Linked DNA regions of Sus scrofa: regions 1 and 2 are each linked to region 3. Evidence: chromatin contacts called from public Hi-C and promoter capture Hi-C data. All regions are on one chromosome and are shown on one strand. The core of a region is the stretch at or near the end of the contact, and the rest is flanking DNA. Distances in the headings are between cores, read along the strand shown. Region 1 holds the start of LOC100154873 (carbonic anhydrase 2). Region 2 holds the start of CA3 (carbonic anhydrase 3). Region 3 has its middle 71 kb from the start of C4H8orf59.

Region 1 (3,884 bases), core at 804-3,303, 190 kb before region 3:
TATCACTCTAGCCCAAGAAAATAGTCATAAATACAATGTTTCCAAGAATTTTAGCATTTTAATTGTCAGGTTTTTATCACTCTTCTCACTGCTACCTTGAAGATCACCCTAGGATGTGCTTTTTATAGTATAAGCATCAATTTTGGGAAACAAGTACTTTAGAAAGTCTTAAAAGTTCAGGTTTTGCAAATCCCATTGTTTCTGATCTCTATGCCAGGGGACCTTGCCTTCTGTGACTTTTCCCAAGCACATCACAGTTATTCAATGCCCTACATAGAAACCAGGAATTTTACAGGGAGAAGTGGCCCCTGCCACTTGCAAATAATTAGCCTACTTCTCAGAGACTGAACGTAATGAAGATTATCAGAGTGTAGTATTAAGAGGAGGGTCTTGCTGCTGCTTCTGTTAAGCTGCGAAAACAGCCACTGGCTGAAATGCACAAGTTATTTTTTAAACACTGACCGCCTTTGTCCTGGGAGCTATCAAACTCCACGTTGAAAGAGTGGCCGTTGTTGACAATTCTCTGAGAAGTCGCTTGCTCATAGCAAAGGGACAGAGGCTTCAGGGCAGGGTCGTGAACAGCTGTGCTGGTGTTGATGTCAACAGGGGACTGGCGATCTCCCTTGGCGATGGGGAAGTCCTTATGCCAGTGCTCAGGTCCTGAGATTGAAAAGAGACTGTGTGAACCCCCCACTGTGGGGAAGGACAAACCCAGACCCCTAGAAAAGAGCAATGGCTCTGGAGCCAATCTGTCTGGCTCTAATTTTGGCGGCATAATTAACAGCTGAATAACTTTAGTGAAACACAATCTGTGCCTTAGTTTCCTCATTTGTATTAAAGGTTGATGTGAGAATCAGAATCAATATACGTAAAAGCTTTTAGAACAAGTAGTGAGCACCATATAAATATTAGCTATTTTATGTTCCTTTTACTGCCATTGAGTGACTGACATTAGGCTTGTGATTAGGATTTGGACGATGCAAGCTCACTTAAGACATTCCAGCAGATGGGGATTCCTCTCTCTTGTCCTTTTACTAGATCAGTAAGGTCAGAATCACTGTTCAGGCAGGGCAACCCTGCTTTAATGGTTAGGATTCCCACGATCTAGAAAGCCCCAAACCCCCAAAGAGGCTCAAGGTGGTTTAGACACATTTTTCTCTTTGGTCTGCTGGTTCAGGAGAACCCAGATCTGTGACGCCGATAAAGCCGGGTTCCTGGTGACTTCCTAACATTAGAAGCGGAGAGACGAAGGAAAAACTCAGAAATCAGCGCAGTGGATTCAAACCACCCCAAGAAAATGCCCCGGGACACTTCGTGCTGAGAGTCTCAGCCACAAGTGGTGCTGAAGATGAACTGGGGGTAGGGTAAGGTAGGGGGAAAATAGGGTCCCCTAATTTCTCTGCGATCAATAACTAAAATGTATCGTTACAATTCGCCCTAGTTTCCTCCTGGGTCGGAATAGGATGGTCTCCGGCTCGTGACCCGGGAAGGGCTGTCCTTGGGTCCCACTGCTGCTTCTGCGCGCCCCCTTCCCCCGGCACCGCGCGCCACCGCTGGACGCAGGGATTCCTCGACAGTGGACTCCGGCTCTGAGCTGGGGGCATCCCGCGCCGGGGAGCCGCGGGCGCGCGGGCAAGGCGTCGGGGGCGCACCTGAGCCTCGGGTGCTCCAGGCGGCAGCGGGAAATAGCAGGTGCGTGCGCTGCTGGGCCCCAGAGGGGCCCGGAGCCCCAGGCGCAGACGCCGCCCCGCCCGCAGCCCGCACTCACCGTTGTGCTTGTCGTATCCCCAGTGATGGGACATGGTCGTGCCGCTGGTAGGGGCAGGGCAGGAGTTGGCGCCGGTCTAGCGGCGGCTGCTGGAGCGCCTGCACCGTATGTCCGCGGGTCGCGCCGTCGCTGGTATTTATAGGCTCCCGCCAACTTCGTGCTCGGGGGCGGCCGGGGGGAAGGGGCCCTGGGTGGACCTGGGCGACTGGGGGAGGAGGTGACGGGCGGAGGTGATCTCCCCGCGCTCGGGGCGGGCCAGGAGGGCGAGGCTCCGGGGGCGGGGAGAACGCCCTCTCGGCGGGCGCTGGGCCAGGTTCAGGAGCTCCTCTCCCGCCACTCGTCTCCCCTCGGCCTGCGGCCCGACCTCGGGTCCCGGCCCCGGGTCCCTGGGCCTCCACGAGGCTCCGTGCTCCCCGCGCGCGTGGCGGCGGCGGCTCCGGGGTTCCTGAGTCGGACTGGGCTGCGGAGCGTCTACACGCACCCCATCCCCCTCCGGAGCGCTGAGGCTGGCGGCGGCGCTGACTGCTGAGGACCCGCGTCCGGTATCTCTGATCCCCTGTCCCCTTTGTGATTGCATCCCTGGCCTAGGAGCACTCCAGCCCCGCCCCATCGGCCCCACCCACGCCGAGGTCTCTAGCTCCAAGGGCTTGCTCGCGGGCGTCCCGGGCTTGCTTAGGAGCTATGACCTTGGGGCAAATAGGGATACGGTCCTTGAGGCGCTAGGGAGGGAGAAGCATCACGCTGAGAACTACGCGCCCCCTGCTGGAAGGCTGCGGAATAAACCAAGAAGGAGGGAGAGGGTGTCTTCGATTCAAGTCCGAAGAATGCATTTCCTTGAAAGCTGTCAAGGTCTCTTGAAATGTTCACCAAATGTTTGTTCATTCTACCTTCTTTCTTCTCTTTCAAAATACACTTTAGAGGAGAGACTTCCTAGTGGAGTACGTATTGATTTAAAGCAATCAAAACTTCTAAAAATCACTTTTTTTTCACAGGAATTGGGTAAAAGAAAGACTGTCTTGCAAAAAGATAAGAACTTTCCCTGGCTGACAAAGGAAAGTGGGCATCTGGCATACCTAAGAACTAATTCAAAGAAACTGAAGAGTGGACATTTTTGAGTCAAGGCAGCATTGTGGCTTTCCTAGGCCCTAGGCATTTTGCCCTTATTCATTTCCTTTTCGTGGGTATGTGAGGCACCGTTTCTCCTGTACCCAATGCCCTAAGTCAGGATTATTTTGAGGTGTGAACAGAATTCATTTCCCTCAAGGGACTTTGTCACAAAAAGGGGAGAAGGGTTTTCTGTCCTGTGAATCTCTGAGATCACTAAGAGCATAGTATTAAAGTTAAACTTGGGGCAGCAGGACACAGTTTCACACAAGTCTAACAGCCCTGACATCACTCATATAGATAAATAAAAGGATAAATTATAATATTAGTGTAAATTATTCCAATGTTGATTTTAAAATCATTATTTACTTTTTTATTTCAGTCAATTCCATACAAACAGAAATGATTCAGATTTAGATACATTTGGTCTTGTCCTAAGACTCCAGGAAAGTGTGTACCTCTTTGTGGGGTTTTTTGGGTGGATGTCACCAGTGAATTCTTAGGCAATGAGCTATTTTTGGTTTCTAGGACCATCACAAAATGTAGTTCGTAGTTACAGAGAATTTTGTATTTGTAGCTGCATAGTCTCTCATGGAGGCTATACAATAATTTTTTTTTTTTTTTGGTCTTTTTGCCATTTTTCTTGGGCCGCTCTCCGCAGCATATGGAGGTTCCCAGGCTAGGGGTCAAATCGGAGCTGTAGACGCCGGCCTACGCCAGAGCCACAGCAACGCGGGATTCGAGCCACGTCTGCAACCTACATCACAGCTCACGGCAACGCCGGATCCTTAAACCCCTGAGGAAGGCCAGGGACCGAACCCGCAACCTCATGGTTCCTAGTCGGATTCATTAACCACTGAGCCATGACGGGAACTCCTATACAATAATTTTGATTCTTTGCATAATTTTCAAATATTTACTTAATTCAAAAGAAGAGGGCCTCGATAGTTCCTGTCGTGGCTCAGCAGTAACAAACCTGACTAGTATCTGTGAGGATGCCGGTTAGATCCCT
Region 2 (3,569 bases), core at 923-3,422, 160 kb before region 3:
CAAGGTTTGTATATGCTTGGTCATAAGTGGCTTGATTAACTGAATTTTTTCTGTCCAACCACGAGGAACAATTATCTGAACATATGAGTCCAATTTATTAGGATGAACCATGTGAAATTGTCAATATTCAATCATTTTTGCTTTCAAAAAGGCATTTTCATATGATTCAACTTAATAGATACTGTTTAATTTTGTTGTTTACTCTCCAGAATGAAACTGGATTTAAATGGAGAAGGGGGAAAGGCTAACAGATAGTTATGAGATTATGGTTTAAGAAAACATACATTTCTATGATATTCCTTACTTGGAAACTGTTAGTAGGTAGAAAGCATGACCGTTAGTCTTTACTTACAACATTACTGAGAATATTCATTTGTGTACATCAGCAAGGATAATTTTAACTTTTTTATAAAAAAGAAAGTGTATAACTGTACATCAAGCAACAAAATATTAAAGTTAGGTTCTTACCTCATTTACAGTAAAATAAAACATTTTTAATTAACCTTTTATTTCACTGATTTGCCAAAGAGTACAGGTGAAATAAAGAGATTTTTTTTAAACATGCAATTTTTCATTTTTATACAAATCACAACTCAAGAAGAAATTGTCAGATTCTTCAAAAACACTCAGCAAAATTAGTCAAATGAACTCCACTGATGCATAGAAGGCTTAGGTCTTCTTGACTAATATAGTGAGTCTGCTCTCTCCCTTGGATTGGCCCCCACTCACACACTAGGGGAAGACATTACCCACTTGGTGTCTTTGCTGTGTTCCTTGCTTTGTAGAATGGAATCTGTGCCATGTGTGGGAATGGTGGTCTTACTCTCCGAGCCATGGTTAAGAAGCAAAAAACCTCTCAGGTTTAGACTATCAGTGCCTCAAGAAAACTCATTTGGACCCACTACCAGCACCTCACTATGCACTGCCAGCTTTTACCTTTGCTCCATTTTGCAGGAGCAAAGTGGCCAAGGTTAGAAAGTGAGACATTCCCCTCCAATGTATAAACATAATTCTTCAGGACTACAGCATATTCAAATGTCGTTTCCATTTTCAGAGAAGAGCCCCCTCTTCCTACTAATTCTGTCGTTGTGCCATAAATCACATTTTGCCAATATGGTCCATGTGTCTCTATTTAAGTGTCATACTTACTTGACCTGTCATAAGTATCATCAAATACAACCCTGCAGGTCTTCCCATTGTTCAGGATGGTCTTGGCAGAGCCAGGGTCATAAGATGCTGTCCAGGGCAGCAGAGAAGGGTCATGCTTGATGTCCTTAGTGTGCAGTTCAATGGGCGATTGGTTGTCTCCCTTGGCAATTGGGTAAAGTTCATGCCAGTGGTCAGGACCTAGAAAATGAAATTGAGGGGATTTACTTATTTGGTGGTGCAATCCAAGCCTTCTTTCTAATTGACTAAACCAGTAAAATACACAGGGGTTGGACAATGATTGCGGAAAGATCCTGGATTTCAGATTAGGCAACCCAAGGCTCACAGTTTAAGACCTTTTCATAACTTTGTTAATAGTGTACCTGGAGACTGTATTTAACTCTGTTTATTTCCTCTACTTGCTCAAGAAGATAGCTTCAAAGGCTTATTTTTGAAATGGACTTCATCACATGTTTTACTAATGTCCTCTTCTATCCTAGAGCTGGAATAAAATAACACCGACCCCAAATGGATTTCAGAGCACACCCATGTTCTTTTCCCATGGGTAGGCAGGAGCTGCAGGCAGAGCTGCTTATATCATCACCTGGCTCAGAGAGGTTAAGTGCTTGCCCAGGATCAGGGAGAAGGGGACAGTCAGAACTGGACCTCAGAGGTCTGACTTCTCAGTCAGAAGCTCTGTGACCTGGACAAGGTACCCAGCCTCTCTGTGCTTTGGTTTCCCCCAATGGGAGTAATAACAGCTTCACACTGGGGAGAACTAAGTGAGATAAAGGTAAAAGGGGTCAGCAGCGTTTGGCACTTTGTAAGTGCTCAGTGAACATTAGTTTCCTTCGACTCCGCCTCCCCCATTTTTCAATGCACTCTCTAGAGTTGCCCCCTTTTTGAACAGCACCATCTCAAGCTCACCATTGTGGTCGGCGTAGCCCCACTCCTTGGCCATGGTCGTCTTCGTGGGCACTGGACGGCTGCTGCTTTCTCTTCCACGCCGTGCACTGTCCCCGCGAACCCACACCTTTTATATAGGTTCCCCCCACACACTTGCATGGCCTTATTAGGTCAGCGAGGGTGGGGCGGGGGGCTAAACAGGATTGGGGTGGTATTTGGGAGGCGGGGTGGGGGAAGCCAATGAATTCCAAGAGCTGCACAGCTGTCGGGGTGGGGGCACTTGGGCGGAGCCCCCCCCCCTCCTTCCCTGCAGGCGCCGCTCTTGGCTCTTCTATCCCTCCCTCCAGCGTCCTAAAGCTGCAGAGCTTTCCAACCACCGGCGCCAACGTGCAGAAATGCAGGCGACTTTCGCCTCCTCCTCCCTCAGTCCCTCCTCCACGCAGTTTTTTTTTTTGGGGGGGGGGGGCAGGGGGAATAGGGTGGGGTAGTCGTGTCTAGCGTCCAACTAAAAGCTGCACTCAGGCGGCGCTTGCAGCAGCTCTTAGAAGTTGCTTTTAGTGCAGGCTGGCGGTCTGGCTGCGGTCTCTGGATGCTTCTGCGGGTTTATTTCGCTCCAGCGATCCGGTTACCGTGGCTGGAAAGAATACGTTTGTTTGCCTGACCCATGTTTGACTCCTTTGCAGGCAACTTGTAAAATCTTAGGAGCAAAGGATGGGACAAAAGAGGCCGGAGGGCTGGTTTTCTTAATTCCTTTATCTTTAAGAGACTTGAAGATGCAGGGTGCCTTGAACCACACCAAGCGGCATTCCCCAATTTAAGCGGGTCCCTTTGGTCTGCAGGACGCCAGGGCTGGGTCATGGGAATATGGAAGAGGTCTGGATCCAGGTTACCATAGAGCAGGAGTTTGGAACTGATTTACCAACTCTGTGGGCTGTACCTCTCCTCAGGAAAAATCGATAATGTTCTGGAGTGTTGGAAAGCCAGGCACCTAAAGTGAGTCATACCGTTTAAAACGTATGACTTCATTTTCCAAGACATAATGAAAGATTGAAAGGAAAAAAAGAGGAAAAGCTTTCCAGAATTGCTTTGTATTCTGATCTAGCACTCCCAAGTTGTCTCATGATACAGTGACCCACGCAAAAGTAGACTTGAACTGGCATATCCAGTGTGCACGTGGTAAAAACACGTTTTTAAATGTCTGGTTATAGTTCACATTGAAGGAGAAATGCAAGATATTTACATTTTAAGAGTATATTGCAAAAATTTTTCTTCAATTAAAAAAAAAAGTAAAGGCAGCAAGAAGAGATCAGCCTAATTTCAATGATATTTTGAATAAGGTTGTAGTATACATTTTTAAAATTACTTTGACTTTTCTTGATGCTAAGATTCTGTATTTGGAGATTACAAAACTTGAAAAGGAAATCTCTCATCATGGTAAAGATAGCTCATCCTCAAAGCATGTGGAATGACTGACCACGCTCATAACCTGGACGCCAGGGGAGTCACTCCCTAGCGTA
Region 3 (3,469 bases), core at 744-3,243:
TATTTTCACTTAAACTGATGTTCTATACACATATAGATCAGAGAAGGTACTTATAAGAAGGCTTCAACATTTAAGTACAGTGACTAAATATTTAATGGGAAGAAAAAGATCTATATTTATATGTTACCTGTCCTATAAATACAGGATCAGTAGGATGCTTGATGTCTTACAGATTTTCTTCCTTTTGTTATTTAACTATTCGCTAACATTCTCACTCCACCTTCTCATTCAAACCTCTGAATTCTGAAGCTGATTGCCTTACATCAGAAGCTGCAGCATCTTAAATATAGTAACAGTATTTATTTTTGAATCAAATTCAGTCAGTTAATCAACAAACCATAGTGGCTTACTTGATATCTAAATATGTTGATTGAAGCCTTTCAACTTTTCCAGAGCTGACTCATTTTTACTAGGATATTGAAGGGATGCTCTGGGCTTATCTTCTTAAGAAAGCAGTCTCCAGCCACCCTTGTCTTTTCCCTTTAGAACTTTTTTTTAAACCATTTTTTTTTTTTTTTTTTTTTGGAAAGTACCAAACACCAGCAGTGACATCTAGTGCCTGAATCCAAAAGGAATCTGGAACTACTAGATTGTTCTTCCATCGCCCTGGCTGACAGATGGTGTTCATTCCAACACTAAGATTTCTTGAGTTTCTCTGTGATAATTCCTTTAAGCTCTTCTTGTCTAAGATGCACAGCAAACTCACTATGTCAATATTATGCTCATTTTGTGTGGATTAGCAAGAGACCTGAGATTAGCAAGAGCCAAGGCTCACAAGTCTTTGCACTTACTCCTCCTTCCTGCTGATGAGAAAGAGTACTCCTCTGTGACCACTATCCTTAACCTCAGATCTGAAAATGTGCAGAATGAAGTATTCAGATTGGCCCCGGATGATTCAATATGGGAGGGGAGGGCCAGAAACCCTGAAGATTTTCCAAAAGCCTTTACCTTTCCTAGAAAAGCTAAAGAAAAAAAAAAATCCACTTTTCTCTTAGATGAGAAAGCAAGAACCTGATTTCTCTAGAAAAATCCTAATTATGCTCCCTTAATTTTTGGTGAACACTTTTGTGAATTTTTTGGGTTCTGAATTCCCCTAATTGGAAGAATGGCCCCAGAGGAGAGGAGGCATGTGTGTGGTAGATGGATCTACAGGGGATCTGAGGGAAGAAAGCTAAGTGAGCAAGGAGTTAGTGCCTTTAATGAAGTCTTTGAGCCTCAAAGGCAGGAATGAGGTCTTGATTCAACAGAGAATGAGGACTGAAGAAAGAATGGTCTCTAGAGTTCCGGTTGTGGCTCAACAGTAACAAACCCGACTAGTATTCATGAGATTGCAGATTTGATCCCTGGCCTCGCTCAGCGGATCAAGGATCTGGCATTGTGGTGAGCTATGGTGTAGGTCACAGACATGGCTCAGATCCTGAATTGCTGTGGCTGTGGACTAAGGCCAGTGGCTGCAGTTCTGATTCTACCCCTAGCCTGGGAACTTCCATATGCTGCGGGAAAGGACCCAAAAAAAAGAAAGTGATCTAACTCTACCAAGAGGGAGATGGTGCCAAAGAAAAGGACCATGTGTACAAACACAGATACCTCTAGAAAACTTTTCTTTTTTTTACACATCAGTGACAATGCTGGATCCTTAATCACTAGGCCACCAGGGAACTCTGAGAAAAAAGATTTTAATAAGTAATTCTGATACCTGCTAACAGACCCTGAGCACTGCTGTAAGACCCTTCCCCCCGCCCCCACCACCCCCGGCCCACATCTAGTCCATCCCTTTTGCATAGAAGGAGAACAACTCACAGCTAAGACTCTGCCATTGATAGGAAACACTGGAAAGGACGACCTTTATAGAAGCACCAGTTAAGAGCCACCCAGCATGAAAGCAGCACTGACTCCAGGAAATTAACAGACAAACTTGCTTCAACCTGAGGCCGCTCCCTCTGATTGTGTGCTTAGCAGAGGCAGAACACAGAGGGTAAATATATCAAAGGTTTTCTGTTAATGAGTACTTCCCCAGCTTTCTCTCCCTTGGCAGGGGCAGAGGAATAGCCCAGTGGAATCGGTATGGTGCCCAGAGGATTAAGAGCTACCAAGAGCTGGTGGCAGGGATGCACCCTGAGGGAATGGTAGCCCGGAGATGCACCTGCAGGAGAAGGGAGAAAGGAGTTAAGAACAAAAGAGAAAAAAAGAGAGAGAGAGAGAGAAGGAATTCCAGGACCCCACGTATGGGCAGACTTATTCATGACACAAATGCGACGCTCTCTGTTTCATACTAAAAAGTAAAGCCAAGGGAGTCTTTGGAAGGGACTGGAATCCAGCACTAGCAGGTCGAAGTCGGTTCTGTGTTAAAGGCCCATGGTATGCAATCTCCTGGTGGCCTGCCTACTTCCAGAGGGAATCAGCTTTTCTTCTCCAACAGCACCACCTGGGGGTTAACAATAGGAACAGATCAGGGCTGCCCTATAACTTCCTCATTTTTCATCCTTTAAAGAGATCATGCCCACGTCAATTTTTTTTCCTAAAGTTTTGGGGGGTTTGTTTGTTCGTTTGTTCTTCCATTTTTAGCTGCCCCTGTGGTATGTGGAAGTTCCCAGGCCAGAGATAAAATATGAGCCAGAACTGCTGAACTACACTGCAGCTGCAGCAATGCTGGATCCTTAAACCCCTGCTCTGGGCCAGGTATTGAACCAGCCCCTCCACAGAGACAATCTGGATTACTGACCCACTGTGCCACAGTGGGAACTCTCCTGAAGTTTTATTTTTTAATTCCTGTTAAAATATGCCTTTTCTTTCACCACATATTCTCCCTTTCAAATGCTGACTATTTACTGCAAGAACCTCTTTCTCCTTCTCCCCATCCTCTCCTGTGCTTCCTTTCTCTTAGTGCTTCTCTCACACCAGCAGTGTTGTTTTGGAAGATCTGGTGTCCAGAGCAGAAAGACTGCCTCAGTTTGAAAATATGGCATCCATTAAACTCTGAGGGAGGGACTGCAAGTGAATCAACTAGACAGTAAGATTTATACTCTTGCACATGGCATGAAAACTTGAAGAAGCCTTTCAAAGCACCAAAGCATGATTGTAAATAAGTTGTGAACATATATGTATATGCATTATTGTACTAACTCACATCTTCGGCTGCAAAAATCTTGTCAAAGTTTTTTTAAGGAGCACTGCACACTCTATATGATGCCAAGCTGACATATAAGTCTACACTCAGAGAGTTCTCGTTGTAGTTCAGTGGGTTAAGAACCTGATATAGTGTCTATGAGGTTGCAGGTTGGATCCCTGGCCTTGTTCAGTGGGTTAAGGATCTAGTGTTGCTGTGGCTGTGGCACAGGCTCAGCTGCAGCTCCAATTCAACCCTAGATTGGGAACTTTCATATGCCGTAGGTGTGGTCATGAAAAAAAAGAAAAAGAAAAAAAATAGCCTACACCCAGTCTTCTTCAGCAGCACAAAACTACTCCAGAA

What was found. Promoter capture Hi-C pulls out the DNA fragments that hold promoters and counts their contacts. Hi-C and Micro-C count contacts between places; a contact is called where the count stands out from the background.
Region 1: a contact with region 3 is called in a promoter capture Hi-C map of liver, with 7 times the contacts expected there. The contact joins the promoter of LOC100154873 here to the enhancer-like site in region 3. A contact is called at or near these places in 2 of 5 promoter capture datasets (both in liver), 12 of 47 Hi-C or Micro-C datasets (brain, embryonic fibroblasts, epiblast stem cells and 5 more) and 1 of 2 datasets of contacts at active chromatin or transcription factors (skeletal muscle).
Region 2: a contact with region 3 is called in a Hi-C map of liver, with 8 times the contacts expected there. The contact joins the promoter of CA3 here to the enhancer-like site in region 3. A contact is called at or near these places in 1 of 5 promoter capture datasets (liver), 20 of 47 Hi-C or Micro-C datasets (alveolar macrophages, embryonic fibroblasts, epiblast stem cells and 8 more) and 1 of 2 datasets of contacts at active chromatin or transcription factors (skeletal muscle).

The regions. Positions count from the first base shown.
Region 1 is chr4:51,209,383-51,213,266 of Sscrofa11.1, forward strand. It overlaps LOC100154873 (carbonic anhydrase 2), which reads right to left and starts at 2,054. Exons shown (of 7, transcript XM_001927805.2): 1 at 1,769-2,054; 2 at 463-660. The coding sequence starts at 1,802. It overlaps MIR9858 (microRNA 9858), which reads left to right and starts at 2,201; the gene lies at 2,201-2,278.
Region 2 is chr4:51,235,689-51,239,257 of Sscrofa11.1, forward strand. It overlaps CA3 (carbonic anhydrase 3), which reads right to left and starts at 2,173. Exons shown (of 7, transcript NM_001008688.1): 1 at 2,074-2,173; 2 at 1,150-1,347. The coding sequence starts at 2,107.
Region 3 is chr4:51,396,493-51,399,961 of Sscrofa11.1, forward strand. No RefSeq gene overlaps it. Among named protein-coding and RNA genes, the nearest start is that of C4H8orf59, 71 kb to the right of the region's middle. Within about 2 kb of position 1,994, at least 6 of the 83 cell types and tissues checked have an H3K27ac peak or open chromatin away from gene starts, as enhancers often do. A contact at or near this core is called in liver, where this site is marked.